2 separate regions of the Drosophila melanogaster genome follow, and region 1 is linked to region 2. The links are chromatin contacts, called in public Hi-C maps. All regions are on one chromosome and are shown on one strand. The core of a region is the stretch at or near the end of the contact, and the rest is flanking DNA. Distances in the headings are between cores, read along the strand shown.

Evidence for each region. Hi-C and Micro-C count contacts between places; a contact is called where the count stands out from the background.
Region 1: a contact with region 2 is called in a Hi-C map of the Kc167 cell line, with 1.9 times the contacts expected there. A contact is called at or near these places in 2 of 107 Hi-C or Micro-C datasets (the Kc167 cell line and the S2 cell line).

What each region holds. Positions count from the first base shown.
Region 1 is chr3R:21,519,053-21,523,639 of dm6, reverse strand. It overlaps sp3 (spermathreecae), which reads right to left and starts at 2,712. Exons shown (of 11, transcript NM_001170204.2): 1 at 2,488-2,712; 2 at 608-836; 3 at 132-552; 4 at 1-73. The coding sequence starts at 2,584.
Region 2 is chr3R:21,293,367-21,298,337 of dm6, reverse strand. lncRNA:Hsromega (Heat shock RNA omega) reads right to left here and starts at 1,717. Exons shown (of 1, transcript NR_074035.1): 1 at 1-1,717. It overlaps SIFaR (SIFamide receptor), which reads left to right and starts at 4,340. Exons shown (of 6, transcript NM_001170203.1): 1 at 4,340-4,445.

The DNA.
Region 1 (4,587 bases), core at 1,463-3,962, 220 kb before region 2:
AGCATTCATTGCCTATGACACAATTTTCAACTTGCATGAATCCCTGAATGATGGGGAGTATCCAAGTTTTGTCCTGCGAATAAAGCGGTTTAGTATTTTAAGCCAGGGGCACGAATTTTCGAAACACATACATTCAAGTTAATCAAATCTCTTATCATATGCTTGTTCCAAAAGAATCTCTCATCCGGCTGAGACTGACTTTCCTCCGATTTGGCCTCATGGCGCTGCAGATTGTTGGTGATATCGCAGTCGAAGCTGAAATAAAAGCTGTCCGTCTCGTCGAATATCTTGTGTAATTCCTCCGTTATGCGGCGTTCAATATGCCTGGGCTCCCGAATGCCCACAGATGACTTAACCTGCTTGGTGGCCAAATTCGCAGCTTGCTGGGTAGTATTCTTAATAGTGTTGCCTGCACTCTTTACGGCGCCCCACGTCTTGTTCATGCCTTCGAATAGTTTGGTGCTCTTTGAGGAGCCTCCGCCGCTCGACGGAACGCTGGCATTGTTGTTGTTGGAGGTGGAGACGCTGTGGGTGGGCGTGGACTGGTTGCTCCTGGTTAAAAATATAAATGAATTACTAAGGAACATAACCTGTTGTATAAACTCACTTGGTGTGCTTGGTGCAATTGGGCAAATCGGTGTCCGGATCGTCGGCACTCAGAATGCATATCGACTTGATTTTGTACACCAAGTGTGGTGGATATAGAACGCCCACTGCCGAAGCCTCCTTTACCACAACTAAATGGGGTTCATAGACATTGGGCAGTGAGATTACACCAACAATTCCGTGTGTCACGCCAATGCATTCTATGTCGTCCACAGAACTGAGATCCCATCCTGGAAATAAAATATACTCAAGGCATTACAACTCAACTTTTTATTACTGAAATTATAGGAATTCAAATTTGAAACTTATAATCCGTTTAAACAAGTCTCAAAGGTTTTAACGTATTAATAATGGTTAATAGTGGTTAATTTAATGGAAAATCCCATATTTTGTAACTAAATATGCACATATGTATTGATTCAATAAGATTGCAGTGATCCCTAATCTCCTTCCCAAAGTCCGAATACAAAAATGTCAGAATAAATTGTCCGACAATTTTATGAATGATTTGTAGGTATGTCATCTGCCTAATGACCATGTTTTTGCTCGTTAGGGTTTATTGGGATTTGATTAGCGTACGCCCCCTGAATAAAACAATCTCTCAGAATAAACAACTGGCAAAGCTTATACAAATAACTAGAGCATTACTCGTTGGGTGAGCACGAATATTGACCGCCGACTAATGAGGACTGCCCTTAAGTGACAAAGCCTGTAATTTCAGGTTACACATTTGCATCTGGGGCGTTGCGTGTGGAATGATTTCCCCTTGGGTTTACAACCGCTCATTACTGTGCAGCGAATCTGAAAGGCACCCACACAGCCCACTGCTGCAGCTAAAAACAGCAATATGCAATTGCACTTTACGTGCCGGATACGTGCATCCTTGGAATTCTTTTATATGTGGCACGTTTAAAAGTTGCTCATGCATTTTAAAGCGACTTGCTGCGAGACCCCTTCATAATCTTATCTTGCAGTCAAGTTTATCTGGTTCTCCCAAATGAGATAGCGCCGGAAACTGTCTGGAACCCATAATTTACGCTTTCCTCTGCTGGCCCTAAACATCGATATGGAAGTGTGGCCCTTATAAATTAGACCAAGTTGATTTTGGTGGCAAAACACTTTTCATCGTGAGCACACACGCTTTTCAACAAACAATGAAATTTGACGGGCGGAGCAGCTGCTGTGACCTTGGCAAAGATTTATGGGCTGCGTATGGGTCAGGGGTCACGCGGCGGATGAGTCATGCCAAACAAACTGTGACCATCCCCAAGGACCTGGAATCCGAAGACTTGTATCCCAATACAGTCCGTTAATAGAGGCAAGTTGCGTGTCGCCAAATTGATCCAAATGTAATTGCTGCGCACTAAACACGCAATTAACGGTTGCAGACGCATTGTCGACTGTTGATTGTTTAAGTTATAGGAACAGCAGGATGTCAACTCGATGGGGAATAATAAGTTTAGGCGAAACGAAGTTTTTAGTTAATGGAATGAAATGCAATGAATCAAACTTGAAAAGCATTGAGCTGTCAACCAGCTACTGCCAAATTTCGAGATTGAACTGAATTAGTAATTCGATTAGATGGGGTTCTGGAGAAACCCGCTTTCCGGGATTATTCATGACCGATGAATCTTTTAAGGCTTGCGTCCTTGAAATATCTAAAAACGTCGCAGTGTGTGACACATACACACTGAAAACAAATGACCATTTTCAGGAAGTCGCTCAATTGCTCATTTTAAGCGTATGATACATCCACTTATCTGAATGAACTTTGTAGCAATATTGACCTCCGATTATTAAATAAACGATGAACATTGCGACACCCACACAAATACGATGCGATTCATTTGAGTCAATTGTGTTTAGAGACCTGTAATTTACCTGCTTTTATGGAGAACTCAGACGTCCTTCGGTGCCACCACAAACTCTTGTCCCGCTTCACGAAGATATAGTGCGAGTCGGTCTGGAACACCTCCATGGCTGGATTTTCTACTCTACTTTTGTGACATTACCCGACCAGCAGACCAAGTCAGTGAAAACTATTACTAGCAATTTCGCGATTCTTTTGTTTACGAAATTTGTGACATGACCGATGTGACCAGACTGCGGATGGGACAAAAACCCATGTACCATTTGTAGGTACATGTACTATCGATGGTGGCTACCACGATTTCTCGATTGCCCGATTACTTTCATTTCAAATTGGTCGACATTGATAAGAATAATATCTATCAGTTATTTTATAAAGTAAGAACATTGTCTTTGGCTCCAATATTTCTCTAGTACAAACTTACACAACGTACTTAAACTTTTTAGGCATTTTAGTTCTCGAGACTTTCAGAGGTCTTGATCAAGAACAGGAATACTTCTAATATATCTTTTAATATTAATAGAAAAAGCAGTACACTAAAAAGGTTCGATTACTTAATTAACTAAGATTTTTTAACATATTTTGGCTCATGATAATACATAAGTACTAACTTAATAAGAAGAATATTTAAAAATAACGTGTTTGGTTAATCGGCATTATTTTTCAGTATCTCCACAGCTGCTATTTGGATTCTACATGGTCCGCATTTCTATCCTATTTCTACACAAATTTGAACAAAAACTCCGCTGAGCATTTCATGTATAGTGGCTCCACCTTTACGGTCTACTTCCGAACTACTATTCTGGTAGCGGCCGACTTTAGTTTCCGATGGCGCCACTATATACATTTTTGATTACTTATTTACGAGGTCTAAATATTATTTAGTAAAATAATAATTACCAAGTTAAAATAAGAAAATGTTTAAATAATCTGTGTTAAGCTTTTAGATAGTAGTGGTCAGTATAGCAAGTTTCAGTTAAGCTTTTAAAGAGTAGTGGTCAGTATAGCAAGGAGTAGCGTTTTCATCTAGACATAGTCACACAGATATATGCCATTTTAAATATTCATAAAAAGAGAGCAAACATTTAAAATCTACCGCACGCAACATCTCTTTGCATTAAATATATAAACATACATATTTTATATATGCGATTACATGACTACTGCAATATGGCTTTCAAGTTTTGGTTTAGATGGTCCAGTTTGTTCTTAGAAACTATATAGTACCTTGATGAAAAAGATGCGTGAGGCAGTATTGAATCTAAAAATCATACAACCGTGAATTTTTAGTTTAACCTACATATACGATCCCATCCGTGCAATCTAACATATTTAAAATTTTATATGTAATTACTATCGAAAAGCTTTGTGCGTTCCTTAAAAAGCCTTGAAAAAATGGCTACAAGTCAGATGCAATGATAATAACGATGCTATCGTTTATTTACGAATTTGGGTCATTATCATCAATCAACTTTTTCCCGTCAGTTTGCGGCTGGGTGCGATTATGGCAGCCGTTAAAACGGGTTGAAGCCCCCAGTTTGGGGATGGTGAAAATCGATTTGGTAAAGTCTCGTTTCAAGATGTTCTGATAAAACCATATTTCATATTCCCTTCCCCATTGCAAGCTGATTTCTGGAAAAACAATTCTTTTAATAAAGCGCAGGACATTAAAAGAGCACAAATCAATTTGGGGAACATGCAGATCCTGGTGCTCATCTTGTAAATGGCCCAATCAAATTACTATGGGGACGGGGCCAGCGTTGCGCATTTATGACAAATGTTGTGCGCCTTGATGAGAAAACAATGTAGGCACGTTTTTATGCGACTCCTGGTCCTTTGAGCTGCCTTCATTCCGACGGGGATGAAGGCACGGGACAGGACACGCCGATGAGGTTATGGCTGAGGAACTGACGAACGGCGCTCAGCATCTCGCAGTTAATTACCGTAAGTGGCACGGCGATAGTTGTTAGTTGGCCGGTGAGTGCCGAGTGCTGGTGGCTGGATGCACCTGCCACCCGGAATACGGCTGCCTGCCACGGCATCGGACAGTCGCAAGTGGCGGATCAGGCAAATCAAACGCCCTGCCATCCGGCTAAGCCGGCTCATCATTC
Region 2 (4,971 bases), core at 468-2,967:
GTATTTAAGAACATAAGTGACACATGGTTGGTGTGGAAATGTCTTCCGTATTGACTTTACAACTGAATATAAGAACAAAATTAATATTTACAACCAACTGGCAGGGTATATTCGAGCTCGTTGGTTCAACTACTAATCCAGAGACGATGTGTCATTGAACGTAATATGCTGCCACGTGTACGTATGTCTGCCCTTTACGGAACTTGTTCGATGATAGTAAGCGACAGAAGGCCTTTTCGGTAGGGTATCCTTCACCCATAGTGGAGCAGAGAAGTCGATACACCAGTGTTCCTATAACACAATCCGCACAATCAATCTGACAGAATCGAGCACCCTGGCTGGCCTACGACCCCGGACATTAGATATATGTACGCATATGATCTCAGTCACGGTCGCAGACACAGCTTTCGAATAACGCTGCAATCGGGATCGGGCCGAGTGCGTTTTCAGCACCCATATGCCGCCCCATGCTTGCGCAGGGTATCGACTTTTCACGGATCGATATCGATATCAACTTTCAACGCCCAACTATAAAGTTTAGAGAAAGAAATACATATTGCTTGGTTAAGTGGTATGGCAGGTTGCATATAGAGATGTTTACAAATAAGATTAACAGCTAGGTAAATGTTAAAACGTCTACAATCTAGTTTAGAATGTCAATAGAAGCGACAGGGACAAAGTCAGGCTGGCGAGATTACCGCTGATAAACACCAGTTATACGTATGGGGAAGCAAAACTGGGGAAAGGCAAACAAAGAGCTCGTTTGTATGTACGCCGCAGCGTTTTCTGCGCAGCTGCCGTTTTCGTCCAACTGCGATACATTCACACATCTCGCCATATGTATGGTGGGGGATTGGGGTGTCTCTGAGTGTATACATATATAAAAATGTGTATACCCGATAGGTAGAGAGTCAATTGTAAACGTAAGAGTAAGCTGTTTCTGGAGAGAGAGAACGAGCCAGTTGGTGGCCTTTCGATCCGGGGGTTGCTCACGAGAATAGTTCGAGAACTTTCGACTTGGATACACACAAATGTGAAGTAGTAGGGACACATTTACAATTTGCGATTACGCAACACGATGAAATTGCAATGGCTGCAGAAGAAATGGCTTCGATGCGACGTTTGAAAACGTGTTTCGCTACATACATATGTACGGTTATATAAACTACGTCTTAAACATAGGTTTGGCTTACGAATTAAGAATATAGAACACGCTGCATTCGTTGCTGTGTATGTATACCTGGCTTCCTATTTCAATCTTTCAAAATCCGCAGGTCAGGGCCATCGCCATTCGACACAGAGAGTACTGCACACATCCTTACATCCTGGATAACTGCCTCAGACTGCCTAGTGGGTCACTTTCTAGCCAAATTTGAGAAAACTGCCTGCTGCATTGCGAAATTCCCCGACGCTGACCAGCAAAATCGATGACTAATCACATCTTTTCCAGGGGGTTTGCGTATGGTTTCATTGTTTCCAACTCGAGAGCATTAAATGCCCGACGTGGAAAAATACTACGTGGGCCCTTGCCCCTGCATTTTGCAATACTCGTACTGCTGCTGCTCGTCTGCTGGGACACGATTTTTACACTTTTCCATTTTTGGTTGTAGCTACTGCTTGCAAATTGCAAGAAAGAAAATTTCTTTGTACTATTTTTAACTGGTTATTTTTTCAGCTTCACTTTGAATGCACTTGAACACTTTTCATTTGAGAGTGACGTGACCGGACTGAGGCGGCTCTATTTATACCCAACCGCTGGGTTCGGGAAAAATCTGCCTGTCTCTCGGGTCTGCGGCATTGGGGTTGGAGCGAGTACACTATATACATACATCGTATACGTGCTCCTACGGTTTCTCACGAGTGTCTACATCACTGTGCTACAAAAACTACCCTCATTTCGTGAGAAAGGTGGGTAAGCCGGTTAAGCACATACATATGGATTTTTCTCTTGTGTTCTGGAAACTACTGCACATACTAACCAAATCTGAATATGCACACATATAATGTCTAAGAATTTCGTGCTTCAGCGATATTCTTTCTTATGCTTTAATTACTGCTCTAAAGCTATGTGGTTACAATAAACAAATGCGGAAAAAATATATATATTATGTACAAATGTACATCGCTTTCGAAAAAAATAAAGCAATTCTTGTTGATTAGTGTAGAATGGAAATATCCAGAAGGAGACAAATAATGTTCAGTTTTCGAGAGAGGGACCGCATGCTTTTTTTTATTGATTCACAGGGTTGCTTTTTCCATGCCGAATTTAACGAAAGAATATCGATTAATTTCGTCGTGAAGAAATAAATAAAAATTAAAACACACAAATTTGGTTACATTTTATAGAAATATCGTTTTCATTAAAATGCATATAAGTTTAGTTAAAACAAGGCAAACATTTATCTAATGCGTACGTAGTTTTCCAATGTAAGATACATGTAAAAACCCGATGTCAACCCAGTAGTACCAATAAAGAACACAGTTGTAGATGTCAATTATGGCGCCGTATTGTAAAATAAAATACCCACGCTTATCGATAATGACAGACATTTAAAAACAAGAGAGAGTTCTATAATCGAGTTTTCCAACTATGAGATACCCGTTACTCAGCAAGTAAATTCAATTTTTTTAGTAATATCGGTAGAAACTGGCGAACAAAATTAATAAAATGATAAGAAATTAAAAATTGTTCAAAAGTGTGGCCGTGACAGTTTTGGCTGGCTTGTAGGTGTTGGCAACATTTTTTCTTGTCAAAACGATATAAAAAACGGAATAATAAAAATATGAAAAAATATTAATGGAAATAATGGACGAAATCGATATAACATTGTCCGTCTCTTTTCCTAGTCAGATGGTTGTTTTCAAATAAAGTTTACAAAAAACCTTCCATTAGGTTTCTTCAATCTAATTATTAGTTACTTAATTAGGTATATAAATAGCTCTTCAAAGTACTTTTCGGAATATATTGAGAGTTTATTTTTATACCTATCCTAATCCGGGTAGGCAAACATCTACCTACTCGAGCATTGAAACCCTCACAATGTTCTATTGTTCGGAGAGAATGGTACGGTTGGGCAAAAACCACCCCCGAATGCGTTCAGTGTAGCCTGGCGAGTGTCCAAATGTTTGCGAGTGCTGAACCAAACACAAGGTTTTTGAACCTTTGGCCGCTGGCTGAGCAGGAAAGCCAGCTGTTGCAAACGCACGCGCATCCTGCGCTCAATCGACCTCGGGATGGGTAGATACCTACTCCCTCCGAAAGACTGACGTGGGTGGGTGAATGAGTGAGTGGCACTGTGAGTGATTTCAGCACATCCTTGAGCAACAGAGTGCTCAGTTTTGAGCGCCAACTAAACTCTAACGAGCTGAGCGGCGAAACTTGAAAACTGTCATTAAACTTCAAACAAAAAGTATGCAAAGTTTGGATTATTTTGTATCGGTGGACAGAGATTTAATTGCCGACCCAGCTTAAGCAATGTCCATAACGAGGCGGAAGCATCTTCCTGACCCGCCATTAAGCCAAGTTGCACAGGCAACAATTGCAAGGAAAAGGCACATAATCATAAACAAACGGACGGACAAAAGCAATTGACACGAGCAACAAAAGCGGCAGCATAATGGAGGCAGCTCGGAAATTGCGTATACGCCGTGTGCCCCTCTTGTTGCTCTCTGTATGGTTTGCTTTGGTTCGGTTCGTTTCGTTTCGGTTTGTTTTGTTTCCTGCCGCAGGCTGACACACGCAACAAACAATAGCCAGAAGTCAAATGGCACAATAAACATATTTATGATGGAGGACCCAAAATGAGCATATGATGATTACGAATCCCACACCCAACTGGAGGTGTGTGTTTGAGATGGCATGAGATGGTTCGAGGAAACACAGCCTCCCACTCGGTCGCCCTGACATTTCAACGATCCAACCTTGGATATTGCCAAATGTGGTCCTTCAGTTTTAAGCCTACAAAGTTGTGCGCTAAGCCTGCGAAAAGTACGGAACGGGAACGGTAGAAAACTACGGGCATAAACATATAGGAGAGCTCTGTCATTGCATTTGAGGGCCGTTGGTTCAGCGCTCACCGAGTGGAGTACATAGGCGACAAGGACGACCGACCGCCCGACCGAGCGAACGAACGCCCGAGTGGGTGGCACTGGAACAGGCACAGGCCCACTCCTTCCTTAGGTCCGAGTCGCAGAGTCGAAGAGCCGAAGCGAAAGGCAGTGGCTGCCAAAGGCGGGCGCGGTTTGGCAACAAGGACCTACATTTAGTCGGTTCCTGTCCTTCGGCTCTTATCGGCCCGATTTGGCCTGAAAAACGAGCTGCCGCGGCCGCAGTGCCAGCAGTCCTCATTCAGACGCGAATCCGTTGACAACGCGGTCGCCCCAGGGGCGGATGACTATATCCACGTCCCACGACCCACGATATCGCACCACGGAAACGACCACGCGTAGTGTTAACCTTTCGAGCATCCATGTCCATGTCCTGAATCTGATTTATCCGTGGGAGTGTTTGTTTGTGCTTGCTCTGTCTCCATCTGCACCTGCAGTTGTGGGAGTTTCCCCCATTTTTTCGCGCATCGTCCCTTAGGAATTGCATCTGCTCTGGTAGTATCTTGCAGCTTCGCGTTGAGTTAGCCCTCCGACAGTTTAATTAGTTTGCCCGATTTGTCCCAGTGTTGACACTTTGTCTTACGCCCCATTGCGCCGTGGGGCCACGTTAAGGACTATATCGGCATTGGCATCGCCTCCAAGTTGGCCAGCAGGCATGTAAGCTCAATTAGGTCCCGAGCACTTTCACGCTCGAAAAAGGTCCCAATCCAATTCCGAAAGGAACGCCAGCTGAGGAGCTACACGGAAAAAGTTGACTTTCAACTTGGTATCAACAGTTAAAACTTCGCAACTGATTGCACAGCTTTGGCAAATGTAAATTCAGCTTTTTCAGCAATTTTCATTTCTCTTTTAACTTTGAGGATA